2 separate regions of the Gasterosteus aculeatus genome follow, and region 1 is linked to region 2. Evidence: chromatin contacts called from public Hi-C data. All regions are on one chromosome and are shown on one strand. The core of a region is the stretch at or near the end of the contact, and the rest is flanking DNA. Distances in the headings are between cores, read along the strand shown.

Region 1 (4,437 bases), core at 982-3,481, 39 kb before region 2:
CAGACAGCTGGTGGGAATAAGGCAGTTGCCAGTGGTACAAAACACTGTGTGTATGTGTGAGTGTGTGTGAGTGTGTGTGTGTGTGTGTGTGTGTGTGTGTGTGTGTGTGTGTGTGTGTGTGTGTGTGTGTGTGTGTTTCTAAATGTGGCCGGCGTGTGCCTTTGTGTGTGGGAGGGCATCTGAATATTAAAAACTGTCTTTTAAAAGTTGCTTGTCTGCCGTCCAAATATTAAAATTGCACATTATGTCGTAGTGGTCAGTCTTTGTAAGCGACGATTTATCTCTCGTGCTCGATATTTGGCATTATTTAAGGTGATTAAAATGCGGTGGAAATGTGACATACTGGAAACCAAATGTTGCAGATTCCTCCCTCCTCCTCCTCCTCCTCCTCCTCCCCCTCCTCCCCCCCCAGTTTGACACAACTTCCACTCTCTCTGCACTGGCACGCTTCATTAATACTACGCCTGTGCGAAGTCACTCGTCTCTCACACACACAACCACGCAACGACACTCATGAAAGCGTGCATTCCCGTGTGCCCCCCCCCGCTCCCTACACACCCACACACTTTCCCTCACTTCACACACACAAACTAAGCAATGCTATCTAGCAGCTGTACCTCTCCTTATGTGCAGAGAGTGTTGATCCCAGTTCTTCGCTCACACACAGTGAACATATGTCAGTCAGGAAACAAGGCAGACTCTCTCTGCCTTCTCCTGAATACAAAAGTTTGCTTCTCTTTCAATACAGCACCTCGGCAATCTCCTCAGACTCATGCGTGAAGACCCTAAGCAACGCGTGGAGGTGACCTTGTCGTGTGTTTGTGTGGGTGTTGCGTGTGTGGGTCCAAATGTGCAAGCGTGCACGTGCGTGTGATTACAAAGGGAGGATCTGAGACGCCTTAGGTAAAACAAATACAGACTCTGATAGATGCCAGCAGCACCTGTCTGATTTACATTTCCTAATTGCAAAAGAATTACCAAAGAAACATTTCACCAGCACCGACAGGCAACGCGGCACAGCGACTGGTTCTACCTGAAGGAGAAAGTGTTTTCACACAAATATCTGCAGGAAGCTTAGGAAACTTCCACACAAGCCAGAGGCCTCCGGAAGTCTGATTGGATGTATTTTGGAATGCCAACGTATATGTACTTACATTAGCAACTCAAGGAGTTCATGCACTCACCAATACAGAGAAACACAACTATGTGCACAATCTTTGCATGCGAAACATCTACAAACATTTGCATCTGTGTTAAAACGGAAATATTCCCAGAACATATTTTAACAAGCACAGATATCATCGAAGGTAAAAAAGAGAAAATTTGTCTAGCTGTGCAGGTACTGTATGATGCTAATTCCTTACTTATCAGGTTTCAAACTCATTAACTTCTGACTCAGCTGCCACCTGAGGGGAGAAATTGTCCCTTGGGTCCAAAACAGGTCCAACAGGTTCCTCAAGGCCCCCGCCCCCCCCCCCCCGGCTTCAGGACAACAGCAAACAACACCTGTCCTGATGATGTCATGCTCTCAAGAGTATCCATATACTCGCCTAAAGACATACTCTGTCTTTAACCTCCTTCTTCTTCTTCTTCTTCTTCTTCTTCTTCTTCTTCACCTCTCCCTGCCCCCCCCGATAACATTCACTTCCTGTTCCCGCTAGTCACCACTTGTGAGCATCAACTCTCAAAATACAACTCATATTATATTTAACACCCCATTTACAATAAAAGATCCCCACATTGTTCGGCCACTCCTGACCAACACCTGTTTTCCAGAACCAGGTGTTTGTCATCCTGGTAAAGATAAAAGCAGAAAATGAAAAAGCACCACATGAAATCGAAGGCTGGAGAGGAATGCAGGTCTGAAGGGCTCAGGTGACACAGGTGGATATTAGTTGTGTATGAACATGTACAGACCATATCTGCAAGTGTGCTTTTTCATAGTACTTTGGGCATGTATCCATACGTATATAACAGGAAAAACAAAAAACAGAGGGATTAAAGTTAAATATAGATCCACGTTAACTCCTTTTATTTAAAAACTTTTCTTGTTTCCGCGATAAGAGGTGAGCTGCGATAGCGAGCCAGTCGTCTTTGATTTGGAAGCATGGCGCTTGTACCAAAAGCACAAAGACACCAAACACACACACACACACACACACACACTCACAGACACACACAAGCGGCGAGCAGTGGGAAACGAGAGAGGAGCAGCTGTGAGTTGCACTCATCAGTTCAGATTGAGGGAGACGCAGGCAGGCTGGTAAACAGACACAGATGTACGGAGCTGAGCAGAACAGAGAGTGGGAGAAAGAGGAAGGTCACCCTTTCACAATGGGAAGGTAGCGGCAAAGTCAACGACACTGCGTGACTAAAGCTACTGTAAAAAAGGGAAAAAATGTAACCAACGTTGATTATGTTTTCTATTCATTTGGCAAAAAACATACTTTTTTTAATCCGATTTTCTGCATACATCATCCACATACATTAATACAGAACCCGAGGAAATTCTCCTGGCGAGACCCTCTCACGTGACACACGCATGCACAGACAGCTTTGTCAGCGACCGACCGCTCCCTTGAGGGCGACACCCCACCTGGGAGCGCGATCCTGTCAATGCTCACTATCTCAGTTTCCCTTTCAGTCTAGTGTGTTCTCTCCTGTTACACTCATTCCCAGAGTTTCCTCCGACCGCCCAGGGTCAGTATTAACCCAAGGCACAGCTCCAGATAGGTAAGAAGGGAGCAGCCCAGTGGCGTTATGACACATCACCAAGAAACAGACAATGAGAAAGTGTCCGTATAGAAATTAAGAGACGAGGCGGAACAGGATGACACCTGCATGTAGTCTATCATGTGTTTTGGTAAAGAAAGCAAGATATCAGCTTTTTGTTGAGGGCTTTATGGAAAGGTGGCCATGTTATAGATGTTATGCATTTTATTAAGTGTAAAAATATTTTTGATGGAACATTTATATGATGTACCTTTTCTGCAGGAGAGGAGTTGCTCAGTCCGGATCTGACAGGATCTTCTGTATTACAATACAGCACAGTAGGTTATTGCACTATTTTGCGTTTCAGCTGTAATTTCAATCCTTCTTTTACTTTCTCTCTCCCTCTCAGTGGTCTCTCTTTTGCTTAAAACACATGGCCGTGTTTTCACAGAAACTGAGATGCTCTGGACTGAACTCCCTGAACCGCCAAGCCCTCTCCCCTTTTGTGTTTTCCACCAAACTGTGTGTGCAACCCGTCACTGTAACCAAAAATATGCCCCATCTGTTTCTTTGACTTATACACACTTTCTGGTTGGCTTTACCTAAACTAATTGTCCAGCTTTATATTTATACACCTTGACGCTTGCTTTTCTTCTTTCCACTTTTTAGAGTGAACAAATGAGTCACGATCATGTGCTACTGTTATTAATATTACAAACTGTTACAATTACATCCAGTGAAGGCTGACTGGTCCTAGCCTGCAGGCTCCGGTAATGTCTAACCAGTTTGAGGTAAACATTTACCTGCAGAGCTGATCAGACACTAATGACAGATTGCCACCTGGAGCTAAACCGTTCTCCGGTTGCCGACAAAACGTGCTAATAAGACGTCCAGCCGTTTGTAGCCCGCAGGAGGTAGAAGTGAAAGACCACCAACTGAAAAACGAACCAGGTGGTGAAATTAAAGAGAAGACACGTCGGTCCGGCCACTGTTATCGCCAGAAAGCCAAATTAAAACTTCAGGGGGATGAATATGGACTTTTTTGCAGCTGTTGTTTAACAATTGGAAGTTCTGAAAGACAAACGTGCTGCAGCCAAGCAGTAAAAACACTATTCTTTATAGACGTGTCTGCTCTGAATAGCACTTGTTTTTGTGCTAACCAAGATATTTAATGTCTTGTTGTACTGCAAAGGATACAAAAGTTCCCCAACCGGAAGCCAGCACATGGATGCAATGCTGCAGTGAGATATCGAGGTGAGCTGGCTACTGAATTGCATCATGGAGTGTAGAAAAAATAAAAGGCCCACACACACATTTGGGACCCCCTTAATCAGTAAGTTCAGGGGATGCGGCTGTGTGTTGCTCCTCGTCGGCGGTTGAGGGCCGAGCTTAACTGAAAACACTCTCCTCCGACTAAGTGGCTCTCGCTGTTTCTAAATCACCCAAGATGCAATCCGGCAGTCACAGCTCCCGCTATCACGGACATCATTTGTTACGGGCTGTTGGGCACTTATCTAAAGCAGCTGCTTTCATAACAAGCTGTCAAAAGTTTACAACTACCACTCACTGACGGGCATATTATGACCGTATTACGCATTACACGGAAAATGATACATCCAAGGCAATACGAGACGCATTGGTTCCATTGTTTTAAATTGAAAAAATAAAAGAGTAAACCTGTTAGCAAGGTATTAGTCAGCAGCCAAATGCCGACCTGACTGCCAT
Region 2 (4,239 bases), core at 463-2,962:
AAACATATATGATTTTCAAACAGTCCAGAAGAGCTACAAGCAAGATTGTGTTGCATGCTACTAGTTCAAAGGATAAGGCACAGATTTACAATCGCAACATACTTTATTATTTTAACGAGTCACACTTTATGATCATTAATGCAAGAAACTAATGTTTTAAATCAATGTGAAAGAACGTGTGACGTTCCCTGAAATGAAATCTGCAACCCAGTTGACCAGTTGATATACTGTCGTTGAGACACGTACACAAAACCGTCTTACCGCAGTACCAGAAGTCCCAGGCAAAAGGTGGTATCACAAGCTAGTTTCAGGTCTCACATATATTTTCAATTCCCCATGGAATAGAGGAAGCTGACCGCCTGCACGGTGGGATTCAAACGACATCCACACCATTCATTTGCTCACCGAGGCATCTGCGAGCGAGACGACAAGCAAAAAGGCCCAGAGGAGGAACATTAGGCCGCCGTTGCACATCGACGGCTGACTCGATGCTCATTAATACCAAATTCTAATGTTAATATATTTTCTGCAACTTACCATCTCTGATCTCCCCGCTGCAGAAAAAAAAAAAAAAGAATATGATTTCGAACATAATCTTGTGACAGTGTGCTCGACTAGAGCCACACTGTCATACTCCCGGTGTGAAAGTGTAGATATGCAGATATCTGATTACTGGGGTACAGACTGCTTGCTGCAGTGACAGCTGTGCCGCCGTGATAGGTGGGCGACACAGCAATGTTAGCGTGTGATTGTATGCCAACGGGCAATATTGCCCGAAAGTTAAACTGAAGCCAACTTTTCCACACTGCCAACTGGTTGGTGGTTGTCGCGCTGGCCAAAAGATCTGAGTGGAAAAAAATAAATAAATAAAGTTGATTCCCGACAACTTCGGACGACTATAGTTGCCGGGGAATGGCGTAATCCGCCGCCCGTACCTCCCCGTCCCATCTCCTGCTGCCAGCTGTGTGCTGTGGAGGAGCAGAGGGAGGGCCCGGCTCCAGGGAGGCGTGGAGTGGCCACTCTACGACCAGCCTGGAAGGTACTCGGGTAGCCATGGTGCCTTTGTCTCCCAGTCCAATCTGGCCACCTCATCTCTCCCGTCCACCCATCCATCGCTCCCGGTGCTTCCTCCCTTCCCCCGTGGGCCCGCTGCAGCCTCTCACCTCACAATGGAGCCAGGCCTCGGTGGCTGCTGCTCAGAGAGCAGAGAAAGTCCCATCTGGACCACAGGAGAGACCGGGGAGAGGTGCGAGGTGGACGGGGAGGAAGACAGCGGCAAGGCCAGATGTATTTTTAGGCAGGGCCAAAGACGGATTGAACCAGAGCCTCTTTCTATGCTGGAGGCAGTAGATTTTCATTGTCGCAAAGAAAAAAGTCACGTTATGAATTCATGAACACATGCTGAATCTGTGAATGAATCATAAAATGTGTCCAGTAAACACATCTGTTCATTATTAGAGATTCATTGTTACACAAAAATGTTGTTATGAATGTTGACTGACTGCTAAACTCTTTTGTGTCTGTATTAGACCGTAAATGTGTGTTCAAATAATAAGGAAATTACTACTATTATATTGATAATGGGGTTATTTTTGGGTTACAACTTCTCAAATGAGGGGATTTTATCCTTTTTGGTCATTTCTATATATGGATATTTATATATGGATTTTGGCATATTAGTTGGATAAAACCGGGACGATATCTTGGCAACCAGGAAATTATTTTTATTAAACATGAAAAATAAAATACTATCATGAAAAAACTGATGATTGCAACCGATTGTATCATAAGGATGCTCTTAGTTATGACATTACACTGCATTGCAAGAGCTCTAACGCAATTGCAGTAGATTTCTCTGGCCGTTTGTTGGCTGCACGTTCACCCCGTGCAGATCACAGCCCCCTTCACTACATCACTGCAGATCGAGGGTGTAGAACATTCAGACCACGCCCCGAAGCCGCTACAGGAGTCCCCGCGCCACCCTTGGATGAGTGCACTCCTCCGCGCGCCAGGCGCGACCCGGTGGAGAGGCGCATGACGCAGATGGAGAGGAAGTCACCGAAAAAGGCGCAGCGCGGCTGTTGTAACTCGGACGGACGCGCACTGCGAAACGAGCTGAATTCGACGTCGGCTCTTTCGCGTAAGACGCGGCGGTGTTGACACGCAGGTTTTTGGGGAGTAAACGGTTTAGAATCAATGCAGTGAGTTTAACTTGAATGACGAACCGCTTCGCTGTGCACACAGGGGACGTAACAGATTCGGCACTTCAACGATTAAGGTTTTTTTTCTTCTTTTTTCATTTCCTATACGGTTAGTGTAGCCTCTGACCTTTTATTTTCCGCATTATGTCATTACATTAATCCCCTTGCCGTTTAAACACAGTATTTTTGGGTGCACGGAGAGTAACTTTTTATTTGAATACCCTTCGCTGCGTCGGGACTTGAGGACAGGTTAGAAGAAAAGCAAAAGTTTCTTTGTATGCGGGTCATAAACACACAACGAAAATCCATTTCGAATCCGCTGAAAGAATGAAGATGAAGCTGCAGGGGCGGAGGATCAACACGTCTCTGACCGCAGCGCAGCAGCCCGACGCCGGCTGCAGCTGCAGGGCGCACCGCAGCCGGCTGGCAGCTCCGCTTTGTTGTCTAAACCTCATCTCCTGAACCCAAAGTGGGGGGAGAAGGGGGAGAGAAGGGGGACGTAGAGAGGCGAGCCACCGAGGAATGCCTTCGTGACTCGGATGGGGGCAAAGGAACCTTTAGGGGAACTTGTGGAAACGACTTGTGGCCATTTGGTTCATATGGTGAAGGCATACATTTAGCTGGACAGTCATGGAAACTCAAATTGGTCGGAGCCAACAAACAGCTGTAGACTCATTTATCTTTTTTGACATTTGAAAAAAAAACGATTTAAAAAGATATTAAGATGTACCAATTACTCCAATGCATCATACCATTTAATGACATTACATACTGGATTGTCCTCACTGATGCATGAAGGTCCCACTGTCCCTCAGTGAGATGTCCTATTGGGGAATCTGTGGAGTATATAAACTACAGCCAGCCATTCCTATATTACCATAATAGTATCCTCCTAGCAGATCATAATCCAATCGAGTGGGGAATCAAACGTGACCCGGTCCCGGGGTTGATCAGCTGAGAACCTGCACTTCTGATTGACAACCCCGAAACCCCGTCTCCATGGAAACCGCCTCGGTGGCGCCGCGAGGGCTGGCTCGAGGGCTGCTGTGAATAGGGTGACGTCACGGCACCGGCGCCAGAGAGTCTGCTCCAAAAGCGCAGCGAGAGGGAGGAGGAGGAGGAGGAGAGAAAACGGGGAGGAATAGAAGAAGAAGAAGGGGTGAGGCGGCGGCCGCTGGATGTGCGCTCGGCTTTGCACCGACGTGCTCTCTGCGCGATTTAATCACCTTTGGCCGTCAGGAATCGCTCATCGTCCAGAGGCGCCGCGCGAAATGTGCTCAGCCTGTAGGGAACGACGGGGGGGGGGGGGCGGGGGGGGGACGTGGGGCGAAATGGAAACGTCCCCATCGCGCCAGATGTGGAGTTTTCAGATGAGATTAGAAATCCACAAGAGAACGGGGATCGCCGGACAGCTGAAGGAGAAGCTGTCCGGGCCGCGTAAAAAGATGACACAGATGGTGTTTTTCCTGCATTTAGAGAGAAATGTGGGAAAACATGCGACGAGGACGCAAATTCATCATCGCATTGATTATTGTACTGGCCAACTATTACTGACTGCACCTCCTCTGCTCACAGAAATCAGCTCGCTGGACCTTTTTTCACTCAGAACTGTCTCCCTTTTGTTCATTACCGGTTACTTTGTGTCTTGTTTGTGTGTTTTTTGTTCTGCAAACATAAATTAATTCAAACAAACCCTAAAAATGGTTTACTCTCCTCCACCCACCCTTTGCCTCTATAACAATATATATATATATATATATATATATATATATATATATATATATATATTTTTTTTTTTTATATTTTTTTTATATATATATATATATATATATGAGGTTTTTTTTTAAATCAAGGGAAATGCAATATTCGTGTAAATCACGACAGTCCACAACTGCCCCCCGGGGGTATTTCGTGCGGCATCAAACCCCCCCCCCTCCCTCTCCCCTCCAACCTCCAGCAGAGGAGTGAAGCGTGTAATTCCTACAAACAAATGGCTCATTCACAAAACGTAAAAGTGTCAATAGCGGTTAATCCCCTC

The links. Hi-C and Micro-C count contacts between places; a contact is called where the count stands out from the background.
Region 1: a Hi-C map of blood and trunk muscle shows a contact between it and region 2, with 1.8 times the contacts expected there. The contact joins the enhancer-like site here to the promoter of id2a in region 2. A contact is called at or near these places in 2 of 6 Hi-C or Micro-C datasets (blood and trunk muscle and skeletal muscle).

The regions. Positions count from the first base shown.
Region 1 is chr15:7,521,040-7,525,476 of fGasAcu3.hap1.1, reverse strand. No RefSeq gene overlaps it. Among protein-coding and RNA genes, the nearest start is that of LOC120833404, 29 kb to the right of the region's middle. Within about 2 kb of position 2,231, at least 2 of the 9 cell types and tissues checked have open chromatin away from gene starts, as enhancers often do.
Region 2 is chr15:7,481,385-7,485,623 of fGasAcu3.hap1.1, reverse strand. id2a (inhibitor of DNA binding 2a) reads left to right here and starts at 1,712. Exons shown (of 2, transcript XM_078089967.1): 1 at 1,712-4,239.